Linked DNA regions of Gossypium hirsutum: all the other regions are linked to region 2. A link is a contact called in public Hi-C data. All regions are on one chromosome and are shown on one strand. Each heading gives the region's core, a stretch centred on a gene start, on an enhancer-like site or on the middle of the called end of the contact. The rest is flanking DNA. Distances are from core to core; before and after follow the strand shown.

Region 1 (4,856 bases), core at 606-3,105, 160 kb before region 2:
TTAGAAAATCATATAACCATTTACAATATGAATTACAAATCATATAACCGGTGAAAATTTTCCCGGTAAGTAATATAACAGATTCGGATATGCGGTTAATCATCCAGAAGGTGCAAACAAGCTTAACCAACTGAGAACACACTTGGGCACCAAGTGCCTAGCCCGTAGGCTAACATCCTTCCAAACACACCTGGGCGTTAAGTGCCATGCCTGAAGGCCTTACATCCTCCCCTAGTAACCCACCAGAATCATTGTAAATATAACACGAAAGTCCACAATGAATGTTGGACTTTAGTATATTCAGTGAATAGTAACGAATCAATAATCACCATCTCATAACAAGTTAAACCCGTATTGCACACATTAAAAATCTATTGGCATGCCAATTGTATCATATCCTACGTTCATCGGCTCAATATATTATTGAGTAACAATGCTCAAATTAATTACTTTCTCGACTCACATCCATTTACTTCAATTCAATAATTTCAGAATATCCAACAATCTTAACTCACAATTAATATAACATTTTAATTTATATAAAACTAAACCATACGAGCTTACTAGGGCTAAACTACAGTGATAGCAAAAGTTCAGGGACTATTCAACAACTTTCTCTTTTCCTCGATTATCTACTTGTTCTTGGTATATAAAATAGTTTATTTCAATTTATTAGCTTCAATTTCATTTAATACTCAATTTAGTACAAATTTCATCCTTTTTACAGCTTTTTTCACTTTTTCCCCCAAACTTTTACACTTTATTATTCAATTTTATCCTTAAGACCAAAACAAGATTATTTCTACAATTAAAATTTATACCCATTGAACTGATTTTTTAACTACTCCAAATCAGCCTACACATGTTGAAATTTCATGAGAAAATCATGTCATAAATTCATTATTTTCAATTAAATCCCTAAACTTAAGTCATACAAAATTACTTTACAAAATATTCCTATTTAACAATTAAACTTAATAATCTACCATTTCACTTCAAAAACATATCAAACTCATCAATGACATCTTCCAAAATATTTAACAATTTTACAAATTAACCCCAGAATTAACTAGACTAAATTAAAACGATATAAAAAATACTAAATTCATGAAAAACGGGTGATGAATGGACTTACATGCAAGAGGTACTTGTGACCGAAACTTCAAACCCTCTACAATGGTGTTTCGGTGAAAACAAAAACAAAATAGAGAAGAAAACCATAATGTTTTTTTTTCTTTTTAACATTATTATAATAACTTAAATATATTATAACATATAATATTATTAAACCATTATATATAAACCCTCTCCAAAGAGGATAAAAAGCCACAGACAAAGATAATTTCACTAAAACAAAAAAAATGAAAAGTAAAAAAGATGGAGATAAAACTAAACCTTGAAACCTGAAATAAGAACCCTCAAAACATAAAAACAAAATTCTCTGAAAACTTGTAAAAACTAATATCTAAATGTGTAATGAGTTATTTTTTTAGGGTGAAAAAAATGACCTATTTATAGGCTAAATTTGAAGTCAAATAATATTAAAAAAACCTACATTAATTAGAGTTTAAGTGGGAAACTAATATTAAAATAAGCTACACTAATTAAAGTTTAAATGAGAAACTAAAATCAGAGTTTAACTGGTAGAAAAAAAAAACTAAAAAATTCTAGGTATAACTCCACCAAATAATTCATAACTAACAGCCCATTATAACATGCACTTGTACTATACCCCATCAACCATGTGCCATTTTCATCCCGTATCACACCCGCTAACGCTATTCCCTTTAACAACACTCCCTTGAGGTGAGCACCGGCCCAGTTTCTTTCGAAAGTATTCATAACTAACAGCCCATTATAACATGCACTTGTACTATACCCCATCAACCATGTGCCATTTTCATCCCGTATCACACCCGCTAACGCTATTCCCTTTAACAACACTCCCTTGAGGTGAGCACCGGCCCAGTTTCTTTCGAAAGTATCCCTAATGTCCCCTGCCATCGCTAAACACTTCAACAAAGTATCAAGTGCACAATAATTAGCATTCTATATTTGCCCAACTAATAACTCCAATAAGTGTGCTCGAGTCGGTGCCCTCAACATGGAACTTGGCATTATTCTGGATGTTTGGTTTTGCTCTATGTATACTCTCATGCAGCTATGATGTTAATAGGTAAACTGCATCCAAGTTACCAAATTATTAGTAAGTTTACGTTTTAGTCACTTAACTTCAAAAAATTACAAAATGATCATTAAATTATTCTGAATTTTTTATTTAAGTCATTGAATATTTGAAAATTTTTATTTAAATAATTGAGCTGTAAGGTGTCTTTTTAAAAAAAAAAACTTTAGCAACCTTCAAGTGATGATTTGATGATTAGTAAATTGGATTGGTACTCATTGACGAATAAAAGAACATATTTTAGATATGAGTCGATTTGACGGTCAATATTAGATATTGAAAATGAAAGCTGTTTGAATTTTGGTTAAAAAATTCATAACGTTGAAAATTGTTTTATGAAAAAAGTAAATTATAAAAGAAATTGAAAATAGAGTTTTCAATTGATGCAAGTAGTACGAATAGAAAAGGGGTGCAAGTGGTGCGAACAAATAAGGCTATACAATAGCGATTTAAATAATCTAGTGGCTTAAAATGAAAACTTTTAAATAATTCAATGACTATTTTATAATTTTTTAAAATTGAATGACCAAAACATAAACTTACTAATAGTTTAATAACTTTGGATGTAGTTTACCCAATGTTAATTACAGATCATAAATACATATATATCATATAATATGATAAGGTACGAAAGCATGATATTGCGGGAAGTGTCGCATACTTATTTTTTCTATTTAAATTCTATATTTCTATTTTTATTTATTAAATAAAATTTAAATAATTAAATTAAATTAAATAATATATCAATTACATAAGATAATTTAAGTAAAATTAAAATTAAATAAAATTTTAAATTATTTTTATTACCACTTATAAATAAAAAAAAGTTAAATAAACAAAATTTTTTAAAGACAAATAATTTTAGAAGTAGATATGAATAAAATATAATTTTAATATCGATAAATAATAATTTTAAGAAATGTAATCACTTCTTTTAGGAGAATTTTTTAAATAACGTCTATATTATTTTATTAAATAAAAAATATATTTTTATTTAACAAAAACAGGGTTAACATCTATATAATTTTAAGAAATGTAATTTCATTATTTTTAAAATGTTATAAAATAAAAATAATATTTTTATTATACAAAAATAAAGTATATTTTTCCGCATCTTTGTAAACCATTCAAAATTTTTTTGGAATACCGTCTAGTGTTTAGACTGTTAATTTTAAAAATTTTAATTATATTAAATATATTTTTAAAAATGTAGATATATATTAATTTTATCGGTTTAAAAATTTTGATAAAATTTTAGCAGTTATCTTTTATTAATATATGTTAGTTTTGATATCCCAAGCTTTTAATATAACAAGATTTAAATATAAATTTTATATGTATTATATGTCTAAAATCATTTGGTGAAAATATGATTGAAAATTTTATCAAACATTTTCAAAGACTTGCAAAATACTCATAAATATGTTTTAATTTATCTAAATATTTTTGGGTTAATACCAAAGTGTTCTATGGTATTTAAAATGTTTTTAAGGGATTTTTGTATGTTAGTCTTGAGATAAGAAAACATTGAAGCAAAATTTTGCTCCAAAGGTTGTTGTCTTGAAACAAAAGCTTGCATGTCTTGAGATAAAAAATCTGTTTGTCTCGAGACATTGCTGCCAACGACTATATAGTGATTATTTTTCAAATTTGTCTCAAGACATCGTGCTAGGTCTCGTGATATGACATGAAGGGATTTTTTTAAGCCCGCAATTAGTGCTTCCAACTGCTAGAATTCATCCCCAATTATCATAAATGCCCACAAACTTATTCCTTGATATAAAGACACTTCAAGACTCAAGAGAGAGATATCCAAACATCAAGATCAAGAGAAAAGTATTCAAATATTTTTTTTATTCTCTTGTAAATATTCTCTAGGAGTTTATTATTAGATTTTTTATCACTTTCGTTTCGTTTCATTTCTTTGAGAGCTTAATTTTTGTAAAAACACATATTCTAGAGGTCTCTTTGTTTACTCTCTTTCATATCATTAATTGTAAATTGGGAGGGTTTTAGTTAAGACACAAAAACTAAGAAGAGTTCTAGTTTAGCCATAAAAACTAGGGGAAAAGTTCTATCTTAGCATTGTGAACTGAGAAATCCTTGGTTGAGGTGGAGCAGGGGTGAAACTAGGTGTGGGGGGGTTGGCAAGGGCCTCAAGCCCCTTAAAATGAAAAAAATTTCATTTAGACTCTTTGAAATTTTTAAAATTATAAATTAATGAAAGTAAAATTACACTTTGGCCCCCTAAAAATGATAAAAATTTGATTTAATCCTTTAAAAATTATAAAGATAGAAGCTATTAGAATGGTAAAATTGCATATTTACTATAGTAAAAATTACAATTTAATTTCACCCCCCTAAAAAAAATTTTCTAGCTTTGCCCCTGAGGTGGAGGTAAACAATTGGGGCTGAACCACTATAAATTGAATTGTTGAAGCTTTTCTTTCATATCCTTGTCATTATGAAAGTTTACAAAGAATTTTAAAATACCAATTCACCCCCTCTTCGTATTTTGGGACCTAACAATATACTTTTAAGAAAAACTTAAATTATCTCAACAATTATTTAATCAGTATACTTTATTTTTTAAACCGAAATTATCCCAAATATTTTTAAATATAAATTAAAATATTTTTAAATCTGAACTGTTCATGTAATACTAAAAATA
Region 2 (4,838 bases), core at 407-2,906:
ACATTGTGCTTAGTAAGCCCATGTAACAAGAATTATACTTACCTAATATTTTCAATACAATACAATAAATATTCATACATCCATTCAATTTACCATTTACCTATCCACTACAGGAAAATAGGGCTTTAGCGGCGTTTTTAGCGGCGTTTTATCAAAAAACGCCACAAAAATTGTAAAATGCAGAGCAATAGCGGCGTTTTACCAAAAACACCGCTAAAAACAGTGCAATAGCGGCGCATTTGGTAAAACGCCACTAAAAACCAGAGCATTAGCGGCGCTTTCGGTAAAACGCCGCTAAAAACTAGAGCATTAGCGGTGCTTTCGGTAAAACACCGCTAAAAACCAGAGCAATAGCAACGCTTTCGGTAAAACGCCGCTAAAAACCAGAACATTAGCGGCGCTTTCAATAAAACGCCGCTAAAAGTTATATAACCCCTAAACCCCACAAAAATCATAAACACTAATCTATAACCCCTAAAACACTAAAACTCTAAACCCTAAAAATCCTAAACACTAAACTATAACTCTAAAACCCTAAACCCCAAAAAACATCACATGGATGTTGATGTGTATATACATAGATATTAATGTAAAAGCTTATGTTCATAATAAAATATGGAAGCAATACTTAATATTGATTACATTTATTTTTGGGTTTAGGGTTTAATATTTAAGGTTTAAGGACTATGGTCTAGGGTTTTATGGTTTAAGGTTTAATGGCCATGGGTATGTAGTATGTTAATCTCAAGTGAATCATATTCAATAATTAAATCCTAAACCCTATAATTAATTATTGTTATCGATAATATATATCTTGATTTTGATAAAAAATATTTTTTATATATTAATAAGGTGTTATATTGTTTAATGGATTAAAGGGATATTTCGTGGAAAACGTTTTAAATGATAAGTTTACCTTTAAATTTTATTAATAGTTTTTTGTTTTTACTATGTTAATATTTATCTATACTGATTAATTAAAATATATATTTATTTATACGAACGAAAATCCTCTACACTCATTTGTGTCTCCACGTTTTTTAATTGTAACTCATTCTCTTTTTAAAATATATATTTGTGTCTCCACGTTTTTTTTATTTTCTTTTACACAATTATTGATATAACATCATTTTATATTTATATATTGCATGCATACATAAATATTTATATTTATTCAATATAAAAATATATTGATGTATTTATTTTTTTTAAATGTGTATGATAAATCAAAATTAAAGTTTCAACTACACATTTAAACCACAATTAGAATTTCACGTCTACAATTACACATTAAATCAAAATAAAAATTAAAAATTAAAAATTAAAATTAAAATTAAAATTAAAAAATTAAAAAATTAAAAAATTAAAAAAATTAAAAACTTAAAAATTTAATATTTAATATTTTAGTCCATATTTCAATTAAAAAGTTTAATATTCAAAATTCCAAAAAAAGATAAACTCAGTACAAAAAATTTGAAAGAAAAAAATAAAAAATATATGTTAAAAATGAAAAAAATTAAAATTAAACAATAAAAGAAAAACTAAAAAATATATGTTAAAAATAAAAAAAATAAAATTAAACAATAGTGGCGTGAAAAACACCACAAAAGATTGAGCTATAGTGACGTTTTTAATGGAAACGCCGCAAAAGACCACTAATTTTTTGGTACCCGCTCATTACTCCCTCTTCTTCTAGAAAATTTAGTTGCGCGCCCTAAATCCCCAAGTAAAAATTTGCCCCCAAATTTCCCATTTCCAACAACACCAAGTGAATACACCTACACCAATCACACTTCATTTTCCTTTTCATTTTATTGCATTGAATTCATCCACCATAGCTGAGACAACAGGACGGAGCAAATGTCTGAGGACGATGAGTGGCAGCAATCTCCGCCGTCGGATCTTGAGTTCGTTTCCAACAAGGCGCGGGACTGTAACGCCACGGGATCTGGCTCGGGTCACCCAGAGTTCCAGTCGACGTACCCGGACCAGGTTCTGGAGAACATGTAGGAGAACGTTTTTAGGGTTTAAAGAACTTGTTCTCGTTTGCTGCGATGGATTTGGAATTAGTGGCCTTGCTATTTTCGTTAACAAGTGCAGGTATTTTTCTTCCTTATTTTTGCTATCAACAGTGTTCATTATTTACTAATAACCTGCTGATTGAATCTATTTATGGTGTTAAGAGTAATGTTTGTTAGCTTATATAATATGGGATTGAGAAAAAAAATTGTTGTTGTATTGAGATTTTTGTTTGATCTGATTGGTTGTGTTTATAGATTGAATGTTTTTAGATCTGTTTATGGTTTTCTGAAAATATACTATTTTTCTGAAAATTATTTGTCTTTGTCTTCATGTTCTTCTAATATCTTTTCATTTTCCTCTCTTCCTTCTTCTAATGAAAAGAGACTATAATTTCATGTACTGATGTTGGAATTTATACTGCTTGTTAACAGTTTCCTGTTCTGTTTCTTGATATATTGAATTAAGTGTTTATTTTCAATATTTTTGAAATATTTTCTCAGTTTTAAGACTTTATACTTTCTAAAACCCTTTGGCATGAAGGATTCTTTTCAAATCATAGTTTAAAGATGGAAATTGATGTCTAAGCATTGAATTATTTTTATCTTTTTGCATTTTATGGGGACATCTAAACCAAGATGAAGATTGTACTTTTGATACCTAGTCCTATATTTCCCTACTATATTTTCGGAGCAATTTATAATTTAAAAAGGCAGCAGTGGCTGGAACTGCAAGAGGCTATTGATTTTATATCTCTGTTCTGGTAAAGTGGGCTTTGTGCTTCAGTTAGAGCTGCCTTGGTTCTTATTGGTAGTATGGGTTCTTTCTAATTCAAAAATGAGAAAGAAAAGGAAAGAATGGGCATATAATGTATCTCTATTATTGTACTAGATTTTGGTTGATTCAACATTAAGAAGATAGTTGAAGTGCTGGAGAACAATGATTTATCATCTAGCATTTTTAGCAAATACAAGATAACAATTTTCTGGCATTCGCTTTTATGAAGAAGCTCTAACTAAAACATTTAGTTCCTGGATGCTTCTCCAATAACATCTTTCATTTGATCCATCTTTTTGAACAAGTTTTTGATTTTTCATGTTCAATACTTTTTGGAGCTGATGAAAGTGCCACGAGTAGAGTCAAAACTAAGAGTGTTTTGTTTCAAGATTCAGTTCCGAACTCAGGTTTGGCAGTATCTCCATAGTAAATCTGATTTGATAAATTTACAATATTATTCAATAATTAATCTCCTTCTTGTTTCTCCTTTTTCTTTTATTGAATCACTTGTTTATCCTCTGTTCTTACATTTTTTTTACCACCTGCAGGTTTCTAAATTTAAAAGGAGCTTAAATACTGTAAATTCTGCATGTAATGAGGTATATCATTAATGTTGTTGATGACGGCAGTGTTTATTCGTTCTTATCTAGGAAATACATTGAACCAAGGAACTGCAAGGGGTAAGTGACATTCAATTTCTCCTTTTGGCTTCAGTCTTTGATGCTACAATTGCAGCTTGTAAAAAGATTATGCAGAGAAAATATTACTACCTAAACCACATATAATGTATTACTAAAACCAATTAAGGTTGGCCTGTCCAGTCCTTGCATTATCTAAGAATTCGGTAATATTCAAACCGATCAAAAACTAATAAAAAATAATTTTGCTATTTGCATAGCTATGATGATAACACTTAAGAGAATCAGAGATAAAAAGCAATCACTTTTTTCACATTCTGCATCGTTGACATTACACAGCTCTGTAGAACTTTGCTCATATGTTTCCATTTACTTCCATTAAGAAAGAAGATGATTGTAGTTTGTTAGCAATACTGAGATTGCTACTGAATTAATACATCTATATATATTTGAATGATGTTTAATTAAATTGATAAATATGAGAAAAAAGTTTAACCTTTTGATTCTGCAGTCATTGATGATTCATTATATTAACCTTTTGATTTGAGAGTTTATTATTAAACCCTTTTAAAAAAGTTTCAAGCAGATAGACTATAATATTAGAAATTTATGATGCATCATGTTACTGACATGGGGACATGTATGTAGGATTTTTTAGATACGTAATCTTATAAGTTTTAAAAAATTATGAAAATATTTAACTTAAACATTAATTATGGGAATAATTTGATTTTTATAGTAGAGTTAAATGTCTTTATTTTTTCAGGTGATATCAACTTAAAAATTTAAAACAAAAAAATTTTAATACTGCCTAACAAATTGGCGGCACCAGATTAAAATATGCAGGGACAATATTTTGGGCAATTTTGCCCAGCAGAATTAAGCTAATTTTATGGTTATATCTTTAATTAATGCAGGACAGAGCAATGCTTCCTTTACAGGTCAGTTTCCTATTTCTTTGTCATGGATGGATGTATTTATTGGAATATGGAACAAAATAACTTAATACAAAGAAATTTTACATTTGATTTTCTATGCCTTTTAGATCACCTCTAATTTTAAGATTGATTGCAAATGACTAATATTGTGAAATAACACTTACATAAGATAAAGTAGTAACTCTGGCTTTGGTATGCAGGATGAACTGCTTTGGTTGGAATTGCTTGATAATTAATGTTGTGGAATTTTTTTATCCGAGAGTAATTTGGATGTGAATGTAACATTAAATGTAATAACCCTTTGCATTAACAAAAACCACTTCCTTCATCTAGCAAATGATTTCATTTCAGGGTGATATTGGTGATTTTGAGTTTTATTTATGTTTTATGGCATATTCAAAGTCTACAGTTAAGTTTACAGTGAGCCAGTTGACTGCATTTCTTTTTTCATTTTTTACAACTTTTT
Region 3 (4,465 bases), core at 433-2,932, 160 kb after region 2:
AAACATCTTATTTATCTTTAAAAAAAATTGAACCTAGACGTACCTTAAAAAGTCGTCCACACAAACAAACACATATTTCTTCCCTCCTAAGCTTTCTATCTACATAGAGCCAAACAAATAAATGTTCAAGAGCTCAATTGGAACTTTGGTATGGATATGAACCATATTTTGATGCTTCTCTTAATGTTTTTTACCTTTCATACAATTATTACACACCTTAAGAACAGTTCTTGAAAGCTTTGGGATTCCCTAAATTGTTTTATATCTAACTATTCAAAATGGTCATGGACAAGCTTCTCATGCCATAGCTCCAATTTTAAGGTAGTAGCAGTAATGCAATTAATCGATAGCATCACTTTATAACAATTGTCGAAAGTTCAAGCACCCTCCATGATTACTTCATTAGATATAGTGGTAACAATAAACTTATGTTTAGTGAAATTAACAAGTATACCTTGATCACTTAGTTGTCTGATGCTCACCATATTAGCTTTGAGGTAGTTGAGTAGAAACATATTCTTTAATCGAGGCATACCAAAGACATTTAAAGTGCTTTTACTAAGTATCCGACCTTTCGTCCCATCTTCAAAAGTCACCTTTCTAGTAGGAGAATCTTCAAAATCATTCAAATAGGATTGGTTACCTGCCATATGCTGAAAATAGCCATTGTCGAAGTACCATATTCCATCTAAAATTGACTTCATAAAACGATGTGCAACCAACATACTTTTAGTCTCCTTCATCCACACTCATTTTTACTTCCTCACAACTGATATGCCACGGGGAGTGGGCACTTCCTTACACACTGCATTCCTCCATGTTAGATCATGCAACATCTTAAAACAATGAGGTCTTACATGACCAAAAACACCTCAATAATGACAAATCACCTTATGAACAATCTTCTTGAATGTCTTGAATAGCATTGGCTTAGAGCTTTCACCAACTTCCTTTGGACTAGAGGTTTTAACAAAGACGGTAGGACTTGGCATTACATATTTACCCTTATCAACAAAGCCTAAGCTTTCTTTCTTAAATCTCTCCTCCCAATTGCCAAGATCTCATCAAGTTTTCTACCTAAAAACCATGGAGGAGTACAAAAAAAAATATGAGAAAATATAAAAAACTGTGAGGAAGTGCTAAAAAAATGAGAAAATATAAAAAAATAAAAAAATACCAAAAATTATGAGAAAGTACCAAAAAAACATGAAAGAGTACCAAAAATTGGTTGGTCTTAATAAATTTGTTTTTAAATTTATTAAATTTTTATAAATTATTATTAATGTAATTTATTTTACCAAATATTAGTATGAAAAATAAAATTTAAAAGTTAGTAAATTTTCTATAATTTTTTAAAACTAAAAGAGTATATATTGTTCCCAATCTTTATTAGACGAAAGCCTAGCAATAAAAATATTTTGCTATTAACTTAAAAGGTTTTATTAGTAAATGCTTATCATAAGCAAGAAGCGCCGCTAGTTCAGTTATTACCTTTTGATAAATATAGGATTGTTGTCTTGTCGGTGTCATATAATAAAAATAAACTGCACTTGGGTCCCAATCATTAAAGCATAACCAAACTGTTTAACCAGAGTTAGATAATAAATTAATTGCATTTTTAAAATATCACATCATTTGAGCCTCCAACAAAATTATTTATAGAAAAGAAACACCCCCACAAATGAGACGAAAAGGTCAATGAAGGATTAGATAACACCCATACCGCATGTGAGACAACCGACCTCTTTCTTATTTTAGACAATACAAACGACCTCTTTCAATCGGCCTTCTTTCTGATGATGACCCAACAGGGAATCGAGCACGGGTAGATTACTGGCCTATTTTATAAAAACCATTCAAGGTTGCGTAAAGCAGCGAAGCAAAGCAAAAGATTAGCTAAGAAAGAACACCATGGAAATCGGAAACCATGAAACCGGTGATGCTCATCCTTTGCTGAGAGGGGGTAGGAGAAAAACTACATACACCCATGGTTTCTCTTCAGCTCAAATCCGATCACTTGCTGCCACCTGTGAAGCTTTAATCCCTCCTCTCCCACTTGATTCAGCCCACCAGGCTTCTTCCCTTGATGCTTTCTACAAAGCTTCTGGGGCTGAGCCTCCACTTCCTGATGAGGTAATCAAAATCCCAATCTTCATTCCTTCAACTCTTGTTGTAATTAGCTAATTGAACAGTTTTGTACGTGCATATACTTGGTAATGGGGAATTGTTTTAAAATAAACAGGTAGCAGAGATGATGGTGAAGAGGGTGGTTGAACCCAGGGTACTCTCGTTTGTGAAAGTAGTATTGGCAGTTATATCGTTTAGATTGGGCGCATTGTTGCTTTGCGGGTGGGATTGCTGTGACTGGAAATGGCCATTCATTCACAAGTTTTCGGAACTGCCAGTGGAGAGAAGAGAAAAAATACTAATGAAATGGTCAAGCAATGGCCATCATCGCTTACCTCTAAGAGCTGTTTTTGCATTGATCAAAACTTACTGCTTGTTCATCTTTTTCTCCATGGTAAACTCTTTACCTTTTCTATTAATTTTTCCTCATCCATCTTCCTCCTATCTTCTAACTAAAAAACTTACAATTTATCACTAAATTATTTAAAAAAATTCATTCAAATCATTAAACTATTAAAAAGTTTTATATAAATCACTAAATTATTAAGTTTTTTCCTTTTAAAATTTCATTAGTAAACTTCAAGTGATGATTTAACTATTAGTATGGTGAATCAATATACTATCAACGAATAAAAGAATATAAATCTTAAATCCAAATCAATTTAACGGTCAATATCAAAAATAAAAAAAAATTATTTGAACTTTAATTTGCAGATTCGTGTCATCTAATATTGTTTATTAAAAATAACTAAACTGTAGAAGAGAAATGAAAGGGGAGCTTTACATAGGTGTATGTAGTAAAATATATATATAATATCGATTTTAATAGTCTAATGACTTAAATGAAAATTTTTAAATAATTTAGTGATCAAAACATTACTTTTTTAGTTAAGCGACTAAAATGAAAACTTATCTATAATTTAGTGACTAATTGAGTAATCTACCCAATTTACCCAATATAATATAATGTAATATTATCCTCTCCTTTACGAACGCATTTAATAATTATTAAATTGTTTTTATTAATCCAGATTGGCTAATATATGCCTTAAAATGGGTTCAAGAATCAAAACTGAAAATACTATTTGCTCAAATAAAGAAAGAAATGAAAAAGACTGATGGAAGTAGTAATTGTCGTAATTCATTCTGTATGTCAAAAAACTAACAGGACATGAAAATTTTATGAATACACCCATGTGTATGAATTTTTTAAAATTTATATAACGCTTGATTATATAAATATATTTGTTGGATAATAGTTCTAGTGTTTCGTGCATGAGAGAGCTGTTATCATAATTAGTGCATTTTGAAGGAATTAAGATACGATTTGATTACATGGAATCGAGAACATAATGATTAATACTTGATGTGTAAGTCAATAACGAACAAGGCTAGCTTTTCAAATTTGTGTGTCTCAGACTGATGAAAACTCAGAGAACCCATCATGGAAAGCAATAGGATACAACGTAGACAAGCGGCAGAAAAGGGTATCTTCTCCTCATGGGCGAAAGGGTATTATAGAAACAATGCACGAAGATGACTCCACCTTCGTTCAATCCCTCACTGAAAAAGGCCTTCAAGTCACGGAAGATCCAGATCACAACGTCTTCAAGATCAAATGTGATGTAGTGATTGTTGGGTCTGGTTGCGGTGGAGGGGTTGCTGCGGCAGTTCTTGCAAGCTCAGGCCATAAAGTGGTTGTTATTGAGAAAGGCAACTATTTTGCAACTACAGATTATACTTCTCTAGAAGGTCCCTCTATGTCAGAGCTTTATGAGTATGGAGGCTTTTTGACAACCACCAACGGGAAATTTATGATCATGGCTGGCTCAACAGTTGGAGGGGGTTCCGCTATTAATTGGTCTGCATCAATCAAAACTCCCAATAACGTGCTCAAAGAGTGGTCCCTGGGTCATAAAATTCCACTCTTTCGTAGCTCTGAATATGAAAATGCGATGGATGCCGTGTACCAGAGGCTCGGTGTTACAGAAAATTGTACGGAAGAAGGGTTACAAAATCAAGTTCTTAGAAAAGGGTGTGAGAATCTTGGGTTGAAAGTGGAAGCAGTTCCGAGGAATTCACCGCAGGATCATTACTGTGGTTCCTGCAATCTTGGGTGTAGAACAGGAGACAAGAAAGGAACTGCTACCACTTGGCTGGTTGATGCGCAAGGTTGTGGTGCTGTGATCCTAACAGCATGCAAAGCTGATAGGCTTATCTTGGCGAATAACAATGAGGATGCGAGGAGAAGAAAGAAATGCCTGGGTGTGGTTGCCACATCTTTGAACAAAAATCTGACCAAGAAGCTGCAATTTGAGGCTAAAACAACGATTTCAGC

Evidence for each region. Hi-C and Micro-C count contacts between places; a contact is called where the count stands out from the background.
Region 1: a Hi-C map of leaf shows a contact between it and region 2, with 1.9 times the contacts expected there. The contact joins the enhancer-like site here to the promoter of LOC107952886 in region 2. A contact is called at or near these places in 4 of 34 Hi-C or Micro-C datasets (hypocotyl and leaf).
Region 3: a Hi-C map of leaf shows a contact between it and region 2, with 1.7 times the contacts expected there. The contact joins the promoter of LOC107952882 here to the promoter of LOC107952886 in region 2. A contact is called at or near these places in 5 of 34 Hi-C or Micro-C datasets (callus, leaf and seedling).

What each region holds. Positions count from the first base shown.
Region 1 is chrA07:40,627,511-40,632,366 of Gossypium_hirsutum_v2.1, forward strand. No RefSeq gene overlaps it. Among protein-coding and RNA genes, the nearest start is that of LOC107952887, 5.2 kb to the left of the region's middle. Within about 2 kb of position 1,856, at least 3 of the 9 cell types and tissues checked have an H3K27ac peak or open chromatin away from gene starts, as enhancers often do. A contact at or near this core is called in hypocotyl and leaf, where this site is marked.
Region 2 is chrA07:40,784,053-40,788,890 of Gossypium_hirsutum_v2.1, forward strand. LOC107952886 (formin-like protein 19) reads left to right here and starts at 1,657. Exons shown (of 2, transcript XR_001698970.2): 1 at 1,657-2,100; 2 at 3,345-4,838.
Region 3 is chrA07:40,942,450-40,946,914 of Gossypium_hirsutum_v2.1, forward strand. LOC107952882 (long-chain-alcohol oxidase FAO2) reads left to right here and starts at 1,683. Exons shown (of 3, transcript XM_016888082.2): 1 at 1,683-2,133; 2 at 2,243-2,521; 3 at 3,546-4,465. The coding sequence starts at 1,912.